2 separate regions of the Sus scrofa genome follow, and region 1 is linked to region 2. Evidence: chromatin contacts called from public Hi-C data. All regions are on one chromosome and are shown on one strand. Each heading gives the region's core, a stretch centred on a gene start, on an enhancer-like site or on the middle of the called end of the contact. The rest is flanking DNA. Distances are from core to core; before and after follow the strand shown. Region 1 overlaps SPTB (spectrin beta chain, erythrocytic). Region 2 has its middle 39 kb from the start of PLEKHG3.

Evidence for each region. A called contact is a pair of places that touch in the nucleus more often than the background predicts.
Region 1: a contact with region 2 is called in a Hi-C map of retroperitoneal adipose tissue, with 2.0 times the contacts expected there. The contact joins two enhancer-like sites. A contact is called at or near these places in 21 of 47 Hi-C or Micro-C datasets (alveolar macrophages, blood, embryonic fibroblasts and 13 more) and 1 of 2 datasets of contacts at active chromatin or transcription factors (alveolar macrophages).

The regions. Positions count from the first base shown.
Region 1 is chr7:88,829,280-88,836,137 of Sscrofa11.1, reverse strand. It overlaps SPTB (spectrin beta chain, erythrocytic), which reads left to right. Exons shown (of 36, transcript XM_013978290.2): 25 at 423-627; 26 at 940-1,314; 27 at 2,929-3,173; 28 at 4,340-4,478; 29 at 4,941-5,025; 30 at 5,949-6,145; 31 at 6,447-6,496. Among named protein-coding and RNA genes, the nearest start is that of PLEKHG3, 68 kb to the right of the region's middle. Within about 2 kb of position 3,382, at least 1 of the 83 cell types and tissues checked has an H3K27ac peak or open chromatin away from gene starts, as enhancers often do. A contact at or near this core is called in retroperitoneal adipose tissue, where this site is marked.
Region 2 is chr7:88,722,355-88,729,386 of Sscrofa11.1, reverse strand. No RefSeq gene overlaps it. Among named protein-coding and RNA genes, the nearest start is that of PLEKHG3, 39 kb to the left of the region's middle. Within about 2 kb of position 1,571, at least 11 of the 83 cell types and tissues checked have an H3K27ac peak or open chromatin away from gene starts, as enhancers often do. A contact at or near this core is called in retroperitoneal adipose tissue, where this site is marked.

The DNA.
Region 1 (6,858 bases), core at 2,133-4,632, 100 kb before region 2:
GCTAGGCATCCTCAGCAGCCACCCCAGCATATCCCAAGGAGCCCCAAGAATTGGACCCTGGTCTTACATAGCCCTCAGGGATATGGTGGAGCTCAGGCAGCCTGGCCCTCAGCATCCTTGGAAGCATAGTGGAGGGGTCCTCCATTTGCACTGCTGTCTCTGAGCTTCCCCGAGTCAGGGGAAGGAGTGAGAGGCACCGGCTCTGGGGTACACATTCCATCATCCCCTGAAGCATCGTGGTCCAAGGGATGGTTCTTTCTCTTCCCAGCTCTTCCCTGTGACACATCTCTGCCATTTCTCTGAAGCTGCACTTCCCTACCTGTCCCTGGCACGGGGCTGGCAGGGAGGAGGCTGGCTCCTCCAAGCTTGCTGCCCTGGGCTGTCTGTTGCTGTCTATGAAAGCTTCTTATTCTGAATTCCAGGGAACAGATCATCAGACTTCAGGGACAAGTGGACAAGCATTATGCAGGGCTGAAGGACATGGCAGAGGATCGGAAGCGGAAGCTGGAGAACAAGTACCGCCAATTCCAGATGGAGAGGGAGGCAGATGACCTGGAGCAGTGGATCTTGGAGAAGGACCTGGTGGCCTCCTCCCCAGAAATGGGGCAAGACTTTGACCATGTGACTGTGAGTACCCATGGCCACCACTTATTTTGTCTTCCTCTAATGCAGTAGACAGGGAAACTGTCATTCCAGACACACACACGGACGCACGCATGCACGCACGCACGCACCCTGCCAGCGGCAAAGTGCCAAAGAGATGCAGGTAGCCCCTTGGGAGTTCAGGTACCCCCTTGAGAGCTCAGGCACCCCGGGGAAAGTGTGAGAGCCCAGGTCCTGGCAGGTTTGGCCTGGGAGAGTCAGCAGCTAGTGTGATGCCACCACTATAGCCCTGAGCCTCGATGACTGATAATCGTGTTTCTGTCTACCTCTGTCCAGCTACTCCGGGACAAGTTCCGGGACTTTGCCCGGGAGACAGGGGCGATTGGGCAGGAACGGGTGGACAATATGAATGCCCTCATTGAGCACCTCATCGACGCGGGCCATGAAGAGGCAGCCAGCATCGCCGAGCGGAAGGATGGGCTGAATGAGATGTGGGCGGACGTGCTGGAGCTCATTGACACACGCATGCAGCTGCTGGCCGCCTCCTACGACCGGCACCGCTACTTCTACACTGGCAATGAGATCCTGGGCCTCATCGATGAGAAGCACCGCGAGCTGCCAGAGGACGTGGGGCTGGACGCCAGCACCGCTGAGTCCTTCCATCGTGTGCACACAGCCTTTGAACGGGAGCTCCACCAGCTAGGCGTGCAGGTGCCTCCTATCCCTGGCTGTCCCCCCACATCTTCCCTGTGACCAGCTTCCCTGGGGCCCTGTGGTGTCAGGTCCTCTCCTGGCTTCTAGAGGAGAAACTTCTGGAACAGGCACCTCCTTAGAGAGGCAACAACTCCAGGCAGAAAGGCAGGGAGCAGAGGTTTTTAGATATTCTTCAGCTTCAGAACTAGTCCGTCCATCCTTTCTTTCATTCATTTTTATTTTTCTGCTTTTTGTGACATATGGAGGTTCCCAGGCCAGGGGTTCAATCAGAGCTACAGCTGCCAGCCTTCACCATAGCCACACAATGCCAGATCCAAGACATGTCTGCGACCTACACCACAGCTCATGGCAATCCTTAACCTACTCAGTGGGATCCTTAACCCACTGAGTGAGGCCAGGGATTGAACCCACAACCTCATGGTTCCTAGTGGGATTCATTTCCATTGCACCACAACGGGAACTCCCAGAACTAGTTCTTTAAACAACCCTTCCTGAAGTCCAATGGAAAATTGTCTTAAAGTGCAATTTCTCTGATTGTCGAAGTAATACTGTATCTTTAGCACATATACATGTAGCACTTTTCTAGCACCAAGTATTGCTCATGTAGACACCCTCTCAGGAAAGGAATAATATCATCTGCCTTTTCTAGATGAGGAAAGCAAGGCACAGAAGAGTAACTGACTTGTCTAAGAACATGCATCTAAGCACTGGAGCCAGGATTCAGATCCTGGCAGTCTGGCTGCAGACTCCGTGCCCTCAGCCACCAGGCTGTTCAGCCTTTCCACATGGGAGCTGGAGGGGCCCCAAGATCTGCCTAGACTCCCTCTATCCATCGAGGTACCTCCACAGGCCCATAGGGTTCCAGAGTTCAGCATGATAGAAAGGGTGAGGGGGTCAGCTGCTGGAGGCTCACCTGGCTTCCGGTGGAGCAGGGCTGTGTAGTCCTGCTCTGGCCCAGTGGGGTTTAGGGGAAGAGCAGCAGTGTAGGTTGGGCCCCTGGTTCACCAAGAAGGAGACCACCTAGGGCTCTGTCCTCCAGAGATGCCTTGGGGTACAAGACCCCTAAGGCAGGTACACCTTCACTGAGGTCCCAAGAATGAGGCTTCACTACCCCTGAGCCAGCCTCAGACGGGGTTGGGGGTGGCAGCATGCAGAGTGGTCACAAACAGGAGTCAGGCGCACGCCCCTAATCACAGCTGCACCCTCTCCAAGCGTGAGTGACCTGGGGCCAGTCACTGTGTCTGTGCCTATTTCCTCATCTTGAAAACAGAGATAATAATAGTATCTCTTTTATGGGGTTGTTGCAAAGATGAAGAGAATAATAAAAAATGTTTAGGATAGTGCCTCCTTATCTACATCATACATCAAAGGGCACAGAGCCCCTCACTCCCAAATCCTTATCAGAACCCAAGTGATGCTTTGGATCGGCAGAGGTACCGAAGCTAGAAGCCTTCTCTCCAGCACCCAGTGGGTGGCACCTAAAGATCTGCCTTCCAGCAGTGTCCTGGAGAGGGAGGCCCAAGGGGTGGGGGAGGGGGCAGACAACCTTGCCCATCCAAGGCCCAAGACGTATCTGCCTGAAAAACAAAGTCCGGTTTTGCCCCGTCACAGGTACAGCAATTCCAGGATGTGGCCACCCGCTTGCAGGCAGCGTACGCTGGAGAGGAGGCAGACAGCATCCAGAACAAGGAGCAGGAGGTGTCTGCTGCGTGGCAGGCGTTGCTTGATGCTTGTGCCGGGCGCCGCACACAGCTGGTGGACACGGCAGACAAATTCCGCTTCTTCAGCATGGTCCGAGACCTCCTCTCCTGGATGGAGACCATCATCCGGCAGATCGAGACCCAGGAGAGGCCCAGGTGAGGGGGTGTCCTCAAGGCAGCCCCACTGTGGGCCATTTTGTCTCAGAGGCTGGCAGACCAGGGCGCTGCAGTACGGAGCCTCCCTGGAGGGATAGTCCTGGACCATGGGTGCTCAGGAACCCCCAGGGGCACTCGAGGCTGGGTCCAGACAGGACCCGAGTGGCTCAGCTGCCACTGGGAGGACCTACCATCCCAGAGTAAAGGAAGTCTTGAGTGTGGCCAGAAAGACACCTGTCATTCAGATTCTGCAGTAGGGGCAGTGGCCATGGCTGTCAGTGAAAACAAGCTGTTCACACATCCACAGCTGGTCAGGTCCAGAAGTGGTCACTCTTCCCCCATCGTGGGCACATGGAAGCCACTTCCCTAAAACTCAGGAAGGAGCTCTTTGAGCAGGAGGCGGGGTGAGGGCGTAGGAGCGGGCACATGGCGGGTGGCTCTTTACACACTTTGTGTCATGTTAGCAATTATTGCTGGCCCGTCTCTGTCTCCCGCCCCTGCCCCTACGGTGCCAGTCCTGGGGGTCAAGCTCTTATATTTAACATCTTAATTGAGCTGTAATTCACATGCCATCGATTTCAGCCTCTTCAAAGTGTACCATTCAGTGGGTTTCTTCATAGTCATAGTTGTACAACCCCCACCACCATCTAAGTTTAAAAGATTTTCATCATCCCTCAAAGAAACCTTGTACGCTTCGCAGTCATCACCCCCAACGCCCCTCTCTTCTTAGCCCCTGGCAACCACTAATCCATTATCTGTCTCTAAATTTGCCTGTCGTCAGTTTTTCACATGAGGAGAATCATACATAGCGTATGTGGTCCTTTGCAACTGGCTTCTTTCACTCAGCATACTCTTTCCAAGGTTGTAGCATGGATCAGTACTTCTTTTTATTGCCCAGTTTAACTTTCCCAGGCGGCTTTTGGGGTCCCTGCACCCCCTGCCCATGTCCTGACCACTGACAAGGGAGGACACTAGGGCATCAGTGTTCCTGCTGAGGCCAGGTTGGCAGAGGACTTCCTGGCTGTCCAGAGAGAGAGGAGGGACCGGGGTCAGACTCCCAGGCAGGTAGGGGCACCCCTCTGGTTGGGACTTGGTGTCAGATGGCCCAGAGTCACCCCCTCCTTCCTTTTTCCCCCAAACTCCCACCCTGCCCCCATCCCCCACAGGGATGTTTCCTCAGTGGAACTGCTCATGAAGTATCACCAGGGCATCTGGGCGGAGATGGACACGCGGAGCAAGAACTTCAGCGCCTGCCTGGAGCTCGGCGAGTCCCTGCTGCAGCGGCAGCACCAGGCTTCAGACGAGGTAGGAGGGACAGCAGGACAGGGACGAGGCTTCTCCTGTCCTCGCCTCCACTGCCGGCGGGTCCCAAAGCTTCCTGGGAGGGAACCTGAGGCTCTGAGGAGGCTCATCTTTCCTTCACCCAGGGAGCATCGGGGCTGTGTACAGGTCCAGGGATTACAGCGCCACCACCCTGTTTGAGGAGCTGGCTGCTCTGTAGGGAGAGCAGGCTTATAACCCACCTCACCCCCACATGTGTGCACGCCTTGGTGTTGGTGACAGCCAGTTCCTGGGTGAGGCACATGTTAAGCTCAGAGAGGTTAAGTGACTTACCCTAGGCTACACAGCTGGCAAGTGGCAGAGCTAAAACTAGAAGTCAGATCTGGGTGACCAAGCCCAGCAGGCTTTTCAGGGCCCTTCCGGGCACCACCTCAGATGGGGGGAAGGGTTACCAGAGCCTGAGCCATCTTCCCTTCCTCCTCACAGATCAGGGAGAAACTGCAGCAGGTGGTGTCCAAGAAGAAGGAGATCGATGAGAAGTGGAAGGCCCGCTCTGATCGGCTCAGCATGTGTGAGTGCAGCCTGGGCACCAGGGAACCTGGGGGCGGGGGGATGGCACCACGTGGTGGATTTTCCCTGCCAGCCGCTGGGAGAGAGCCCCCCACAGCACAAAGCTCTGGGGCCAAGGGCCTTGGGGGTCCACAGAAAGACCCAGCTTGAAGCCCACCTCTGACCAGCCAGGACCAGCTCACTGTCCACCCCCCTACCCCCTGCCTCCTGCTGGGCTGCTGTCCCTGCAGGGTCAGGGTAAGGCTCTAGTGCACCCCAGATGTTTCATCTGAGCCACGGGGGGCATAGATGGAGCTCTGCCTTCCACAGCTGGAATGTCCCATGGCAGCTTGTGCACGGCTGTGTGAGACACCCAGGGGCTGGAAAGGGAACGTTCAGAGCGGAAAACTGTTCCTGAAAGGGAAACGTGGAAACCACATTTTGTTTTCAAAGTAGAGTTTGTTCTAATCAATGCGTTTTAAAAATATCACTATTGAGGAGTTGCCGTTGTGGCTCAGTAGGTTAAGAAGCCGGCTAGTATCCATGAGGCTGCAGGTGCAATCCCTGGCCTTGCTCGGTGGATTCTGGCATTTGCCACAAGCTGTGGGGTAGGTCACAGATGTGGCTCGGATCCCGTGTTGCTGTGGCTGTGGGGTAGGCCGGCAGCTGCAGGTCTGATTCAACCCCTAGCCTGGAAACTTCCATATACCATGGGTGCAGCCCTAAAAAAAGACAAAAAAAAAAAATCGCTATTGATGGAGATGCTGTAGGGGCCCAGCCATGGGGATGGATGGAGTGGCCTCAGGCAGCAGGTCACCACACAGTTCAGGGACACCTGGCAGCTCAGACTCACCACCAGCTCCGTGTCTGTGAGTGACCCCAGGGTCCTGGCAGGAGCAGTCCGCTGGGTGCTAATGGGCTCCCGGACCTTGTTCTCTGTGCCAGTGCTGGAAGTGTGCCAGTTCTCTCGGGATGCCTCTGTGGCCGAAGCGTGGCTGATCGCCCAGGAGCCCTACCTGTCCAGCCGGGACTTTGGACACACAGTGGACAGCGTGGAAAAGCTCATCAAGAGGCACGAGGCTTTCGAGAAGTCCACGGCCAGCTGGGAACCGCGCTTTGCTGCTCTGGAGAAGCCCACCACGGTGAGCTGGGAGGCTCGGGGCCGGGGGCAGCCAGGCCTGGGCGTTTCTCAGGCCAGCAACTCTTAGGCAGTTACTGGGCACCTGCAGACAGTGGAGAAGGCCAAGCAAGGCGGGCGAGTGGGGGTGGAAATTGGAGTGGGAGACAGTGCTGACTTTTGAACACAAGAGACCAAAAGGGATAATTCCAAAAGGAACAAACAAGAGGCGTGGTGGGTACAGGGAGCCTCTTTCAAGGAAGGTTGTCTGAGGGAAGGTTCCCCTCTGGGGCTGCTCTGACCCTCTGGCCTTTCCATCCCCTTAGCTTGAGCTCAAAGAACGCCAGACCCCGGAGAGACCCAAAGAGGATGCTGGGTAAGTGAGGGGAGGCCACGGCTGGAGCCTGCTGCTGAGGGCGGTGAAGGAGGGAGGGAGCTTTTAATCAGAAACAGGCCCCCTGATGTTTCAACAGTCCACGTGTGACCTCTCACCCTTCGGCCACTAGTTGGAGAAAGCCAGAGTGTCTGGAGCTTACAGGCAAAGAAGAGCTTACGTTTTCCCCAAATGATGGGTGGCCTGAAGGCCTGTGGGTGGAGGGAGGGGAGGGGCTGCTGCAGCGTAGCCCCCACACTCGGGAACTGGCCGGAACATGCCCAGAGGCTGGCCCCATGGAACCATGTCCACTTCTGAAGCATCCGCTTTCACTTTGCAGGTTGAGCAGCTCCTTGCTAAGTGTC
Region 2 (7,032 bases), core at 322-2,821:
CAGCAGAGCTGACACAGGACCAAAGAACCGGGTGAACCATCAGGCGCCACCAGCCAGGACATCAACCGTGAATGCCAGCATCTCTGTAGAGGTCAATGAGGACTAGAGGACAGCAAGGATCTGGCGCCCAGACCAGCTACCCTCTTTATTATCCCAGAGCTACACACAGAGTAGGGGCGGGTGGGTGCATGAAGGGGTACAGTTACCCGTGGAGAGCAGGTAATAGAGCAGGCAGGGATTGAACGAATATTTATGCAAAAAAGACTGAACTAATTTAATAAAAGAATCTTAAAGTGGAAAAGACTGATTTTTCCTTTAATTGGCAAGTTTAAATTCTCCCACCTAACATGAATCTGTGAAGAAGCTTATATATGTTCTAAGAAATAAAGAGCCTAAATTTTTCTCTTTTTTAATGCACCTGAGTTATAGTATGTAATTTTGACACCTCTAGCTTTTTTTTTTTTCCTTTTTACCGCCACACCTGTAGCATATGGAAGTTCCCCAGCAAGGAGTTGATTCGAAGCTGCAGATACAGGCCAATGCACAGCCACAGCAATGCCAGATCCAAGCCACATCTGTGACCTACACCACAGCTCACAGCAACACCGGATCCTTAACCCAAAGAGTGAGGCCAGGGATTGAACTCATGTCCTCACAGATACTAGTCAGGTTCTTAACCCACTTAGCCACAACAGGAACTCCCATCCCTAGTTTATTTATTTATTTTTATTTATTTATTTGTCTTTTTGCCTTTTCTAGGGCCGCTCCCGCAGCATATGGAGGTTCCCAGGCTAGAGGTCTAATCGGAGCTGTAGCTGCTGGCCTATGCCAGAACCACAGCAGCTTGGGATCCGAGCCACGTCCGCAACCTACACCACAGCTCAGGGCAACGCTGGATCCTTAACCCACTGAGCAAGGCCAGGGATTGAACCCACAACCTCATGGTTCCTAGTCGGATTCGTTAACCACTGAGCCACGATGGGAACTCTGATCCCTAGTTTATTTTTAAGCCATATTTATGAGGCATAATATATACAGAATGGTGCTGTCAGTGGGTCTGGATATTTAATGTCCTAATCCTGTTGGTTCTCTGAAAAGTTTGCTTTTCTTTCCAAGGTGTTCCTTCTTGCCCGTTGGGATACAGAAGCCCTCTTTTCAGATCCCTCCTCCCCCATGTCCCTTCTCTCCTCCTCACCTCCTGGCAGGCCGGACCTCAGCAGCCTGGGTACCTGGGAATCCACTGCACACACTGGTCTCACTCCCTTTGAGCTTCAGGCATCTCCCTTCTCAAACTTTCTCCTCCCCTTTTTCCCCTCTGTTCTGTCACCTTGGTTTCCGTGCCCAGGTATCTCGTGATCTTATTTGCCACAGAGGTAGCCCTGCTGCCCAGCAACCACCCAGCCTCATTTTGTTGATTGGTTTGGGGTTTGTCAACAGTTGGGGTTCTTTCTCACTCAGGGAGGAAGAAGCAAGAAACCTCAGCACTGCAATTTCCTTCTCACCTCATAGCGATGGCGACAGATTCTGAGTCTCCAGGGCAGGGACGGTGTCTTTACATGCCCCGTTGAGTGTTGCTTTCACAGTGGTGAAGAAATAGGAGGTGAAAAGGTAACATAGGAGGGAAGAGCATCTGTGCTTAGGGGCAGGGCTCAATTTGCCTACAAGGGAGGACCTCAGAAGTGTTTCTCTTTCTGGTTGTGTCAGACATTTGCAAGCTGACTGCACCTCTAAGAAGCCACACACCCCTTCATCGCCCTCTACGAGCCTTTGCAAAGGGTCATGCCCAGAGAACTGAATGTCTCCTTGGGTCTCAAGCAGGAAGGGAACTTGCTCTTGGGGGCAGTGGTGGGTGGGGAGCATATGGGAAAGAGAGTACCTGCCAGAAGAGAGTGTGGTTGTGTGATGCTGGCTTTCTCCCTGCATGACAACCCTTCCCTAATGTCACTGACCTTTTTTTTTTGGCCTCCCCAGAGGCATGCAGAAATTCCTGGGGCCAGGGATCAAACATGTTCCAGCAAGTGACCAGAGCCACACCAGCAACAACGTTGGATCCTTAACCTGCTCAGTCACAAGGGAGTACCTGTAGTCAAACTTTTTAATAAAACTGGTACCATCAAAGACCTTAGGCTTTATCCATGCTCCAAAGGCAACAGGGGTGGGGAGGCAGTGTCTGTATTTATTCAATTCCCTTCATGGTTGAGTGATGTGGAATTCAGACTACAGGTTCTAGCCCTAAACTTCTTTACTGACTACCCAAAAGGCTGTGAGGAAGTTACCCAACCTCTCAGTGCCTCAGTCTCTCCATCTGTAAAATGAGGTGATCATAGGAACCAACCCACTGGGTTGTAGCAGAGATGGCATAGGAACCAACCCACTGGGTTGTAGCAGAGATGGAATGAGAGAATCCATATGCATTGGGCACATAAGAAGGGCTCAAAAATAGTAGCTGCTATGATTGTTATTATTATCATTGTCTCAATTAAGCACCAAGGATCCTGAAAGCTCAAGTGAAGCTAAAGAATTCTCAAGTCGCAGGGCAAAGAAACTCACTGACACACTCAATAAAATCAAACCCAGTTCCACTAAAGTGGGTGGTGAAGGCAAAATTCTCATGAGGGTGGGGAAGGGCTGCAGCTTTCCTTGCTGTGAGATTAGGGAGAAATCTCCAGGAGAAGGTGAATTCTGGGGGATGAGAGCTCTAGCCACCTCTTCCCATGCAGACAGTATCCCTGAAACCAGGCTGACCTTGAAAGAAGTGGGTTTCATTTCATTTTTCTTTTAATCAATCTTTCTTTCTTCTTTCTTTCTTTCTTTCTTTCTTTCTTTCTTTCTTTCTTTCTTTCTTTCTTTCTTTCTTTCTTTCTTTCTTTCTCTTTCTCTTTCTCTCTCTCTTTCTTTCTTTGGTTGTTGTTGTTCTTTAGGGCCACACCTGTAGCATATGGAAGTTCCCAGGCTAAGGGCTGAATCAGAGTTACAGCTGCTGGCCTATACCACAGCCACAGCAACACAAGATCCAAGCTGTGTCTGTGACCTACACCACAGCTTACAGTAACGCCGGATCCTTAACCCACTGAGCGAGGCCAGGGATTGAACCGCATCCTCACAGATACTTGTCCCGTTCATTACTGTTGAGCCACAACACGAGCTCCAAAGTGGCATTGATTCTACTGAGGAAGCCAACACGTTTCCTTTTGTCCATTGTGGCCTCTGTGTTGTCCATGTTATTGGTCTCCAGGATGTGAAATGTCATCCTAGGACAGAGCCTGGAAAAGAACGGGCTGAATGCCTTTAGAGAGATTTAGCCAACTATTGAAGAAAATGGGATTCACCTTCCCCTCGGACTTAAAATCATATGCTGTTTCAAGAGATCATAGGCAAAACATTCTCTGACATAAATCGTACCAATGTTTTCTTAGGTCAGTCTCCAAGGCAATAGAAATAAAAACAAAAATTAAAAAATAGGGGAGTTCCTGTTGTGGCTCAATGGGTTAAGAACCTGACTGATATCCACAAGGATTCGGGTTTGATCCCTGGCCTTGCTCAATGGATTAAGGATCCGGCATTGCCACGAGCCTCAGTGTAGGTTGAGGAAGCAACTTGGATCCAGTATTGCTGTGGCTGTGGCATAGGCCAGTAGCTACAGCTCTAATTTGACTCCTAGCCTGGGAACTTCCATATGCTGTAGGTACAGCCCTAAAAAGAAAAAAAATTTTTTATATTAAAAAATAAATAAACAGGAGTTCCCTTTGTGGCTCAGCAGTAATGAACTAGTATCCATGAGGACACAGTTTGATCCCTGACCTGCTCAGCAGGTTAAGGATCCAGTATTGCCATGGGCTGCTGTGTAGGTCGCAGATGCAGCTCAGATCAGATGTCACTGTGGCTGTGGAGTAGGCTGGCAGCTGTAGCTCTGAATTGTCCCCTACCTGGGAACTTCCACTTGTTGTGGGTGTGGCCCTAAAAAGACAAAAACAAACAAACAAACAAACAAAAGGGACCTAATCAAACTTACAAGCCTTTGTACAGCAAAGGAAACCATAAACAAAATGAAAAGACTACCTACAGAATGGGAGAAAGTATTTGCAAATGATGCAATCAAGAAAAGGTTAATTTCCAAAATATACAAATAGCTCACATAACTCAACAGCAAAAAGAGAAAGAGCCCAATCAAAAAATGGGCAAAAGACCTAAATAGACATTTATCCAAAGAATACATACAGATAGCCAGCAGACACATGAAAAAATGTTCACCCTCACTAACTATTGAAGAAATGCAGATCAAAATTACAGTGAGGTACCACCTCACGCAGGTCAGAAAGGCCACCATTAAAAAGTCTACAAATAACAAATGCTGGAAAGGATGTGGATAAAGGGGAACCCTCCTACACTGTTGGTGGGAATGTAAGCTGATGCACTCATTATGGAGAACAGTATGGCAGTTCCTTGGAAAACTAAAAATAAAAGTACCACGTGATCCAGCAATCCCATTCCTGAGCATATATGTAGACAAAACCATAATTCAAAAAGATACATGCGGAGTTCCTGTCGTGGCGCAGTGGTTAACGAATCCGACTAGGAACCATGATGTTGCGGGTTCGGTCCCTGCCCTTGCTCAGTGGGTTAACGATCCGGCGTTGCCGTGAGCTGTGCTGTAGGTTGCAGACGCGGCTCGGATCCCGCATTGCTGTGGCTCTGGCGTAGGCTGGTGGCTACAGCTCCGATTCAACCCCTAGCCTGGGAACCTCCATATGCCGCGGGAGAGGCCCAAGAAATAGCAACAATAACAACAACAACAACAAGAAAAAAAGACAAAAGACAAAAAAAAAAAAAAAAAAAAAGATACATGCACCCCTATGTTTATAGCAGCACTATTCCCAATATCCATAACATGAAAACAGCCTAAATGTTCATGGACAGATGAAGAGATAAAGAAGATGTGGAACATATATAAACTGGAATACTACTCAGCCATAAAAAAGAACAAAATAATGCCATTTGCAGCAATATGGATGCAACTAGAGATTCTTATACTAGGTGAAGTAAGCCAGCAAGAGAAAGACAAATACCTTATGATATCATTTATATGTGGAATCTAAAACATGACACAGGAATTCCCATTGTGGCTCAGAGTTTAAGAACTTGACTAGTATCCATGAGGATGCAGATCTGAGCCCTGGCCTCTCTCAGTGGATGAAGGATCCAGTGTTGCTGTGAACTGTGATGCAGATTGTAGGTATGGCTTGGATCCCGAGTTGCTGTGACTATGGTGTAGGCTGGCAGCTGCAGCTCCAATTCAACCCCTAGCCTGGGAACATCCATATGCCATGGGTGTGGCCCCAAAAAGACAAAAAAAAAAAAAAAAAAAAAAAAGACACAAATGAACCTATCTACAAAACAGAAGCAGACTCACTAACAAAAACAGACTGGTGGTTGCCAAGAGGGACGGGGCTGGGGGAGAGGTGGATTTGGGGGCTGGGGTTAGCAAATGTAAGCTATGATACATGGAGGGGATGAACAAGATTCTGTACAGCACAGGGAACCATATTCAATGTCCTATGATAAACCATAATGGAAAAGAGTATTTTAAAAAATTGTGTGCTATTTAAAGAGCAGCAATAATAATTGAGGTAATAATGAAAGGAAACTTTTCTTTTGCAATTGCAATATAAGGCTCACAATAATCTTGTTAAGTTCGTGTTATTATTATCTCTATTTTACAGAACAGGAAATTGAGGCTTAATGAATTTAAAGAGCCTGCTGTGGTCATGAAGACAGATGACTGACTCCGGATGTAAACTTGGGTATGCTTTTTAACATTTTTTTGTTCACTTTTTTTTTTTCTTTCTTTCTTCTTTTTTCTTGTCTTTTTCTTTCTTTCTTTCTTTTTTTTTTTTTTTTTTTTTTTGGTCTTTTGTCTTTTGTCTTTTTAGGGCTACACCCACAGCATATGGAGGTTCCCAGGCTAGGGGTCAAATTGGAGTTGCAGCTACCAGCCTAACCACAGCCACAGCAACGCCAGATCTGAGCCGTATCTGTGACCTACACCACAGCTCATAGCAACACAGGATCCTTCACCCACTGAGCGAGGCTAGGAATCGAACCTGCATCCTCATGGATACTAGTTCATTAACCACTGAGCCACAACGGAAACTCCTTGTTTTCTTTTTCATTCTTTTTTTGCATGTGTGTGCTTTATTGACAAATAACACTGTAGAAACTTAAGGTGTACAATGAGTTATTTGGAATTCATATACATTGTGAAAAAATTGCTAAGGTTAGTTAATGCATCCATCACCTGATATTAATTACCTTGTGTGTGTGTAATGAGAACATTTAAGATCTACTGTCTCGGCCAGTTTCAAATGTGCTATACAGTATGGTATTGTCATTATGCTGTTCATTGGATCCATGAGCTTGAGTCCACTGAATTCAGAGTCTAAGTTCCTATCCATATTCTGTCCTTTAGAGGCTTCTGGATCACATTTTGATCTAGTAAGAAAAAGCCTGTGTGAGATCTGCTTCCTTCTAAACACCTTTGGGCATTTACTTTCTCTTTAAAATGAGACATCCCAAGGCTCTGCCCTAAAGAACAAGTGGCTCATTTCTGCCCCCTGCAGGACGAAGCCTGAACCATGGCGAATAAAGACGAGAAGGCAGTGGATAAAAGTGTGCCCGAATTCTGGACAGGTCCAGGAAACAAATCTAAGAGGAACACCATTTAGTCCATGAAAAGTTGGTGATAATGGGTTGGGGACTTTGTGGATCAAGAGTGAGAACAGTGTATCAAGGGCAGGACATGCAGTCAGATCGGAGTCTTTTTTTTTTTTTTTTTTTTTTTTTTTTGGTCTTTTTGCCATTTCTTGGGCCGCTCCCACGGCATATGGAGGTTCCCAGGCTAGGGGTCGAATCAGAGCTGCGGCCGCCAGCCTACACCAGAGCCACAGCAACACGGGATCCGAGCCGCGTCTGCAACTTACACCACAGCTCACGGCAACGCCGGATCGTTAACCCACTGAGCAAGGGCAGGGACCG